Regions from separate parts of the Mus musculus genome. Here region 1 is linked to region 2. A link is a contact called in public Hi-C data. All regions are on one chromosome and are shown on one strand. Each heading gives the region's core, a stretch centred on a gene start, on an enhancer-like site or on the middle of the called end of the contact. The rest is flanking DNA. Distances are from core to core; before and after follow the strand shown.

Region 1 (3,341 bases), core at 181-2,680, 210 kb before region 2:
TACTTCTTTGGAACCCACACATTAGCAAGCTCATGCAATACTTGTCTTTCTGTGTCTGGCTCATTCTACTTAAGACAAAGCGCCCCAAAGATTCATCTATGTCATTGCTGGTTATAGAATCCCCTCTTTTACTAAGGCTAAATAATAATTCAGTGTGTATATACATCACACTTCCTATCCATTTATCTATTGATAGATATTTAAGTTAATTCCTAATCACTTTTTAAAATGTGTGATAGAGGACATGCTAGTTTCTTAACCAACACATTTCCTAATGTATGTTTATATATCAAGACACCATGTGCATACCATAAATACATACACAAAATGTATTATTTAAAATTACAATTCCAAGACTTGGAGTAGCTCAGTGGGAAAGTGCTTGCTTTGCATATGTGCAAGAACTTGATTTGATCCTCAGCACTGAAAAAAAAATTAAATTTTAATTAAAAAACAGAAACAGGACTGGGGAAATAGTTCAGTAAGAAGAGTACATAGTTACACACAAACACACACACACGTACAAAATTAAATTTCAAAGGATGAGTTTTCAGATTGTATATTTCAAGTTTAGAATTAATTCTCAGATGACCGGAGCTCCTTGAAGTTTTGACTATGTCGTCTTCGTTCCGCTATTTTATTTATTTATTTATTTATTTATTTATTTATTTATTTATTTATTTAGAGAGACAGGGTCTTCGTTCATCTATGTTTGTTTGTTTGTTTGTTTGTTTGTCTGTTTTGAGAGACAGGGTTTCTCTGTATACCCCTGGCTGTTCTGGAACTCACTCTGTAGACCAGGCTGGCCTCGAACTCATAAATCTTCCTGCCTCTGCCTCCCAAGTGCTGGGATTAAAGGCATGTGCCACCACTGCCCAGCCAGCTGTATCTTAATTAACTTCATAGTTTTATATTCTTATTGTTTGTAAATTTCTTATTTTGATTAATATTTCCTCAGGATGACCTTGGAATTTTAGCCTAGTGCTAGCTAACTTTGTGGAAAGGCAGGTGGTTTTGTTTCGGTTTGATTTTGGCTTTTTGTGACAGGATTGATCAGGTTCCCAGGTTTTCAGCCAAAATTCGGGGTTTCGGGGGGTTGGGAGAGGATGCCAGGGAAGACTACAAGGAAATGCCCAGCAAGACTACATCCGGGCTTCTAGTCTCCGGCACTGAGGAACTACATTTCCCAGCAGGCAAGGCAGCAGGCCAGTTTTTTGAAGAAAGAAATGGTCTCAGACCTGCGTGTCCTGCACAGGGACCAAGGCGGCTTCTACTAGAGGAATTATGGAGTACACTTCCCAGCATGCACGGCTCCAGGGCGTTGCCGCTCTGAAAAGGAGCCCCTTAAACTACAATTCCCAGTATGCATTGCAAGGAGCCCCGCCAGGGAGCCGTGGAAAGCAGAAGACTGCAGTGCCCGGCATGCAGCACATTGCCCCGGCATGCCCTGCGGCCTAGGCAGTTTCCTACTAGGGCAGAGTTGCAAGAGGGCTGTGTATGGTAGGAGGCGGCCTTTAGCTCCTCTCATTCTGTGCCTGAGGCTGACTGTTGTGGCATGCAGAGGTCCCGATTGTTTAAATAAAGAAGCAGAGCGTGCATTTTAAACACGGCTTGGTCAGCACAGCACAACCAAGAATTCTCATATAGTAACCATGCATGACGAGAAGTCTGTGTTGGAGCTCAAGGGCAGCTGGACAGCTGTTATTTCAAAACGGTCGCCTTTGATTTTGGACGGATGCCTGTACACCTGTCGTTCTGTGCATCTGTATGCAGGGTGTGAGTGCAGGACTCGAGGGTAACTGCGGCTTGAGTAGTTCCTTTCTGGGAAAGAATCCCTTATTGTTTGTAGTAGATTTTCTAGATTAGTGGGTTGTACAAGACTGCATCCACTCCTAGGCTTGTCTGACACGACAGTTCTGGTCCACTCAGCCATAATCTTTGCCTGGCTGGTTCCTGCTTCTGGTTTCTGATCAGTGCCTGTGAGTTCTGTATAAGATCCAGGTGCAGCATCTGCTCTCCCTAGCAACCTGAGGTGCCCCAACTGAAGCGGCTGCCTCCTGCTTCTTTCTGTTGGTTTTACCTGAAGAAGCTCCACATGCTAGTAGTACAAAACAGAGCTAGGGTCATGTCGACCTGTTCTTCTGAGACTGCCCCCTCCCCCGTCCCCACTCCTGAATCTGCGGCAAGCTGGGATTGTGTGCCTGCGCTTGATTCTAGTTTGGATGCAAAAACACAAGTCTGAGGAAAACACAACTATAAAACTAAATTCCACATGAATAGGAAGAGGTGTGCAGCCGCCAATTCTGCCTAGTGACCGTGCATCCTGAGTTTCATAGCTGGAATAAATTGTGAAGGCCCCTGCTAGACACTAATGAGCTTCTGATCCAGGGTGAACTTGAGCTCAAAAAGCTTCCAGCTTAGCTTCTCTGCCACTAACTGTCAAATAGAGGGCATGCGTTTTTGTTTTGCATGGGGCCTCACAAGTCATGTACCTCACAATTCGAGCTTACAGAGAATATGTCTTCCTGTGCGCCTTGGTAAGACAGGAAAACTAGTAGTGGGGAAAGCTTCCAATGATATTTTAACTGTAAAACCCTTTTGAAAAGAAAAGCATTATTCCAGGAGGTAGTCCTGTAGCTCAGGATTGCCTCATGGAATAGGCTGATCTCCCAGTCCTTCTTTCTTTCCATTGCCCTCTTGCTCTTACTATACAGATGGTGTCTGGAGGAAGATAGACCAACTAGGGAGCCTGAAGCCTCCCTGATCACCGGAGGTGAGAATTCTGTTTCCTAGGTTCTAGGTCAAGGTGATTTCAGCATTTCCAAGCATGCAGGTGCAAAGGCCCCCCCTTGCACTCCTTAACAGTTTCCTCATCTATGAATGTAGGCGAAGAACCGAAGTTCTCAGCAGAAATTAAGGGCACGCCCATGTTAAAGATTCCACAAGCCTGACTAGAACTCTATGATTGTACAGAGTTAAAAGGTTACAGATCTGTGGTCAAATTATCTTGGGTTTGCTTGACAACCTGCTGTCATCGAATCAAGCAGAACCTTTTGAGAAAGTGTTAAAGGAACACAGCCTCCGTTGACTCTAAGAATCTCATCTGAGAACATCTGAAAGCTACAACAGTTCGCCCTGCTTTTCCGTAAGCTGCCATTCTTTGCTTTCTGTTGCTGTGACAAAACATTCCGGCCAGAAGGGGAGGAAGTTACTTCAGTTTACACTTCCAGGTCAGTATCTGATGGAGGAATGTGGAATGCCAGCTTGGGCTCTGGCTGACACAGACTCATGCTTGGCTAGCTCTCTCAGACAGCATCAGACCACCTTTGTAGGGATGGTGC
Region 2 (3,627 bases), core at 1,024-3,523:
AAGGTGGGCAAATGACATGACTAGCTATTTCTCTAATGACATACAAGTGGACCACACATAAAGAGTCATGATCAATATTATCGATCATCAAGAGATGAAATCAAAGCCATGGTGTGATATGATTTCACCATAGTTAGAATGACTATAATCAAAAAGATTTTTTTTAAGTGGTAAAGGCTGAGAGAGTGTGAATGAAAGGGCACTGTCCTACTATTGGTAGGAGTGTAAATTATAAATGCCATTATGGAAAACATAACAGAGATTCTACCCACCCCCAAACCCAATAAAATAAAATAAAATAAAATAAAATAAAATAAAATAAAGCTAGAAACAAAACCAGCATATGATTCAGTGAGTATGTATCCAACAGAAATGAAGACAACATTGGCACTCATGTCCATTACTGCTCTGCTTACTGTGGAATCAACTACAATGTCTACTGACTAATGAGTGGATAAAGAAAATGTAATGTGGATGCATAGATGGCTCTATGCATACGTACACACGTGGAATATAATTCAACCATGAGAAAATTAGGTTCTGCTACTTTTAGCAACATGGGAAGAAAACTTGACCTTATAGTGTGACCATGTATAGACACTTCAAAGTTCAAAGCTCATCTCAGAAAAGTTACTCAACCTGAGAAGGAAGGAGGCATGGATGACCCAAACAGGCAGTTGTGTAGAATGACTTCTAGTGTGTTCTGGTGTTCACTGGAGCAAACATGGATCTGTGGCTTCTATAGAATACTGGCAAAGATTCCTACTACAGGAAGACTGTGTTGAGCTATCATGTTTAAAAACAAACCACAAATAAATCTAACCAGATTCTCTTTAAAACACATGTAAATCAAATAGGAGCAACAAAATTTCCCACTTTGTTTTCTCTTCTGAATCCCCTATTTGTGCAACAGTAAAAGAACCCAAGGGGCTGGAATTCAGAGGAAGAAGCCACACGGCAGCTACAGCTGACAGTATTCAGCAGAATACTTCAGACTAATAGATTACAGATATTCTCAGGGTACAGAAATGATGTGCCTCAAGTGACAGGTGTGGCAATGACCCCAATCTTATCATTACACAGGGTCCATGTATTGAAATGTCACACAATAATGCATATGTACAGCCAGCCTCATCAGTTGAAAATAAGAGATGTATTAAAACACAAATGTAGGTCATGAACATGGTAGTGATTTCCAGTAGTTAAAATTGATGCTATGCCTGGTGCTTTCTTCTCTCTCAGACCCACTGCTCACACAGAGTCATCACGTGTAAAAAGGACTCTGCTCTGGCCTGTAGCACAAATTGGGGTGTGCCTTCTTCCACATCCTGGCGCCCTGATTCCTTCTTCACGTTGTCATCTGTAACACCCATCTCAGAGACTCTCCATCTTTGCTCACCACCCCACCCCACCAGGGCTCTCTTGACAGAGCAAAAACAAGACACAATTGAACGCATCAAATCCCGCGTGCTAAATCATATGTGAGCGTTTGCGTGCCGTCAAGCAATCAACTTCTCTCTGTCCTCCCTTCTGAAGCCCCCTCTGTATTGCAGCAGAGAATCCAAAGGGTTGCGATTTAGGAGAAAACCCCGGGAGGCCCCCATCACAAGTGGGTGTTGCGGCTCTGAGCTGAGAGAAGCCACAGAACCAGACTGCAGCCTGGCACACGCCGCCACTCTCCCTCTTTCTGCTGCCGATTGCCCACGATGAGGATGCCCGCCCAGGCTGGCAGAAAGTGCTTATCAGAGAATGTTCCCTGGCTGATCATAACTGATGCAGTGTGCTGTGTCAAATCGCTTCCTGTTTCCTGACTGCGGATGAGAAAGTGTGATCAGAGCAGAGAGCCTTTGCAACAGCTCAGAGCCATCACCCGGAACAGGTGCAGTCTCCCTCCATGCCTCCTACTCAGCCTGGCTGACACCCACCCCCATCCGGGGCTGGTCTTGGCTCACTGTAGAAAAGCTGTGGACTGGTTTGGGGAGACACTGAGATAGACTCCACAGCAAATAGCTCCCCCGGAGCAAGCTTGTGGGTCTCAGCTTCTACAGGATGCCAGCTTGGATTCTGCAGGACTCTCCATGTGAAGCTACTAGGTCTAAGAAAGCACCTCCTTCCATGGATGACCTCAGCGTGTTCCTTCCACCTCACTACCCTTGCTCATATTCATCATCAATCTTCGTCCACTTAGGGACCTCCCTTGGAGCAGGCACTCAGACATGCTCTTTGTTTTATTCTCATTCTCCACATGAACAAAAGGAGCCTCCTAGAAGTAAACAGTGAGGTCATATGGCTGTAAGCATCAGGGCTTGTCCTGGACACACTGCCCTAGTGTCCCTACAGTGTCCTCCCATCTGCCTGCTGTACCTTACCCAGCATCCACTAAGTCCCTCTCATTTGCTATTGTTACAAGTGCTAAGCTGCAATGGATTTTAAAACACTGATCACTCTCTCTGTCATTACACAACCGCTACCGTTCAAATGAATGGAGCTAGACCTAAAGTTAGACAGCTAACAAAGGTGTATCAGATAGAAAAGGGGGCAGTAAGTAAGGAAATGTAGACAGACTGGGCTACGAGGTCATGGCAGGTGAATGAGCCTCCCTGGGACAGAAGCACCAGAGGGAAGACAGAAGTTTCCAAATATGTCTGGAAGAAGAGTCTCCCAGAAGATGCACTGTGGGGTGCCCACATGAAGAGACAGGGGAGGGACTGAGGAAGCTAGGAGGATGAAGACAGCCAAGGCCACTGTAGGTGACAGTGAGTTCCCAGGGAATCAGACACCGCAGTGAAGACCTCAGGCGTTTTTTTTCCTGGGTTTGACAGGCACTAAAAAAAACGTTCCGAGCAGCAAGCCAAGGAGACCAGATATTGTTGGACTAGGACTTAAATCTTCAAGAGCAGCAGTTGAGAAACTCGGGAGACTGTACCAAAAAATCCAGGGGAAGGTAATAGGCCAGGGTGGTGGGGAGCCAGTTAGCGCTGAGTTCTTTTCAGGTAGCAGGGTAGGAAAGCCCAGAGCTTTGACAGCTACAAGTCACCGGCTTTCATAAAGCAGGCACAAGCCCAGCTTGGGAACTTCAGAAATAATGTGTGCTTGGAATGAAGCCCTTCTTCTAATGCAGGAAAGCCTACTGAAGAAGAAGTGAGATGGTGCCATGCCCCACCACCGAGGGGCATGTCCACTTGCCCCCTGCCAAGGCACACTCCCATCACTGTGCCATGCACTTTGAAGCTCTGTTTGCTTTGCTTTAGTTTGTTTTATGCCTTCTCATAAGCAATCCAAACCTTGCATTTGGGGCATCCCCTCCCTCTGCTTTTTTACTGATTCTGAATATCACTATATATTTTACAGTCTGAGGCAGTTTTTTTTTTAATTTTATGTAAGTAGAATTATAGTCTCTGTCTTTCTTCATTTCTTTTCCTACTCATGATTCTTTTGAGATCTATTCATCTGGTTTCTATTGATTTGGTCTGTTGGCTGCTCTGCTGTGTGCCACCCGTTTTATGTGCAGGCAACAGCTTCTTCATTTCCCTGCCAAAAGGCACCCAGGTCATCCCACCAAATCACAAATGCTCCACGAGTATGCAAAGCTTCACGGCCTGCATGTCTTTACGCACTTTGTAAGAC

The links. A called contact is a pair of places that touch in the nucleus more often than the background predicts.
Region 1: a Hi-C map of cerebral cortex shows a contact between it and region 2, with 2.5 times the contacts expected there. The contact joins two enhancer-like sites. A contact is called at or near these places in 1 of 484 Hi-C or Micro-C datasets (cerebral cortex), 4 of 115 datasets of contacts at active chromatin or transcription factors (embryonic stem cells, extraembryonic endoderm stem cells and trophoblast stem cells) and 1 of 9 other capture datasets (embryonic stem cells).

What each region holds. Positions count from the first base shown.
Region 1 is chr12:29,289,155-29,292,495 of GRCm38.p6, reverse strand. No RefSeq gene overlaps it. Among named protein-coding and RNA genes, the nearest start is that of Gm31569, 85 kb to the right of the region's middle. Within about 2 kb of position 1,430, at least 314 of the 459 cell types and tissues checked have an H3K27ac peak or open chromatin away from gene starts, as enhancers often do. A contact at or near this core is called in cerebral cortex, where this site is marked.
Region 2 is chr12:29,082,202-29,085,828 of GRCm38.p6, reverse strand. No RefSeq gene overlaps it. Among named protein-coding and RNA genes, the nearest start is that of Gm31333, 58 kb to the left of the region's middle. Within about 2 kb of position 2,273, at least 57 of the 459 cell types and tissues checked have an H3K27ac peak or open chromatin away from gene starts, as enhancers often do. A contact at or near this core is called in cerebral cortex, where this site is marked.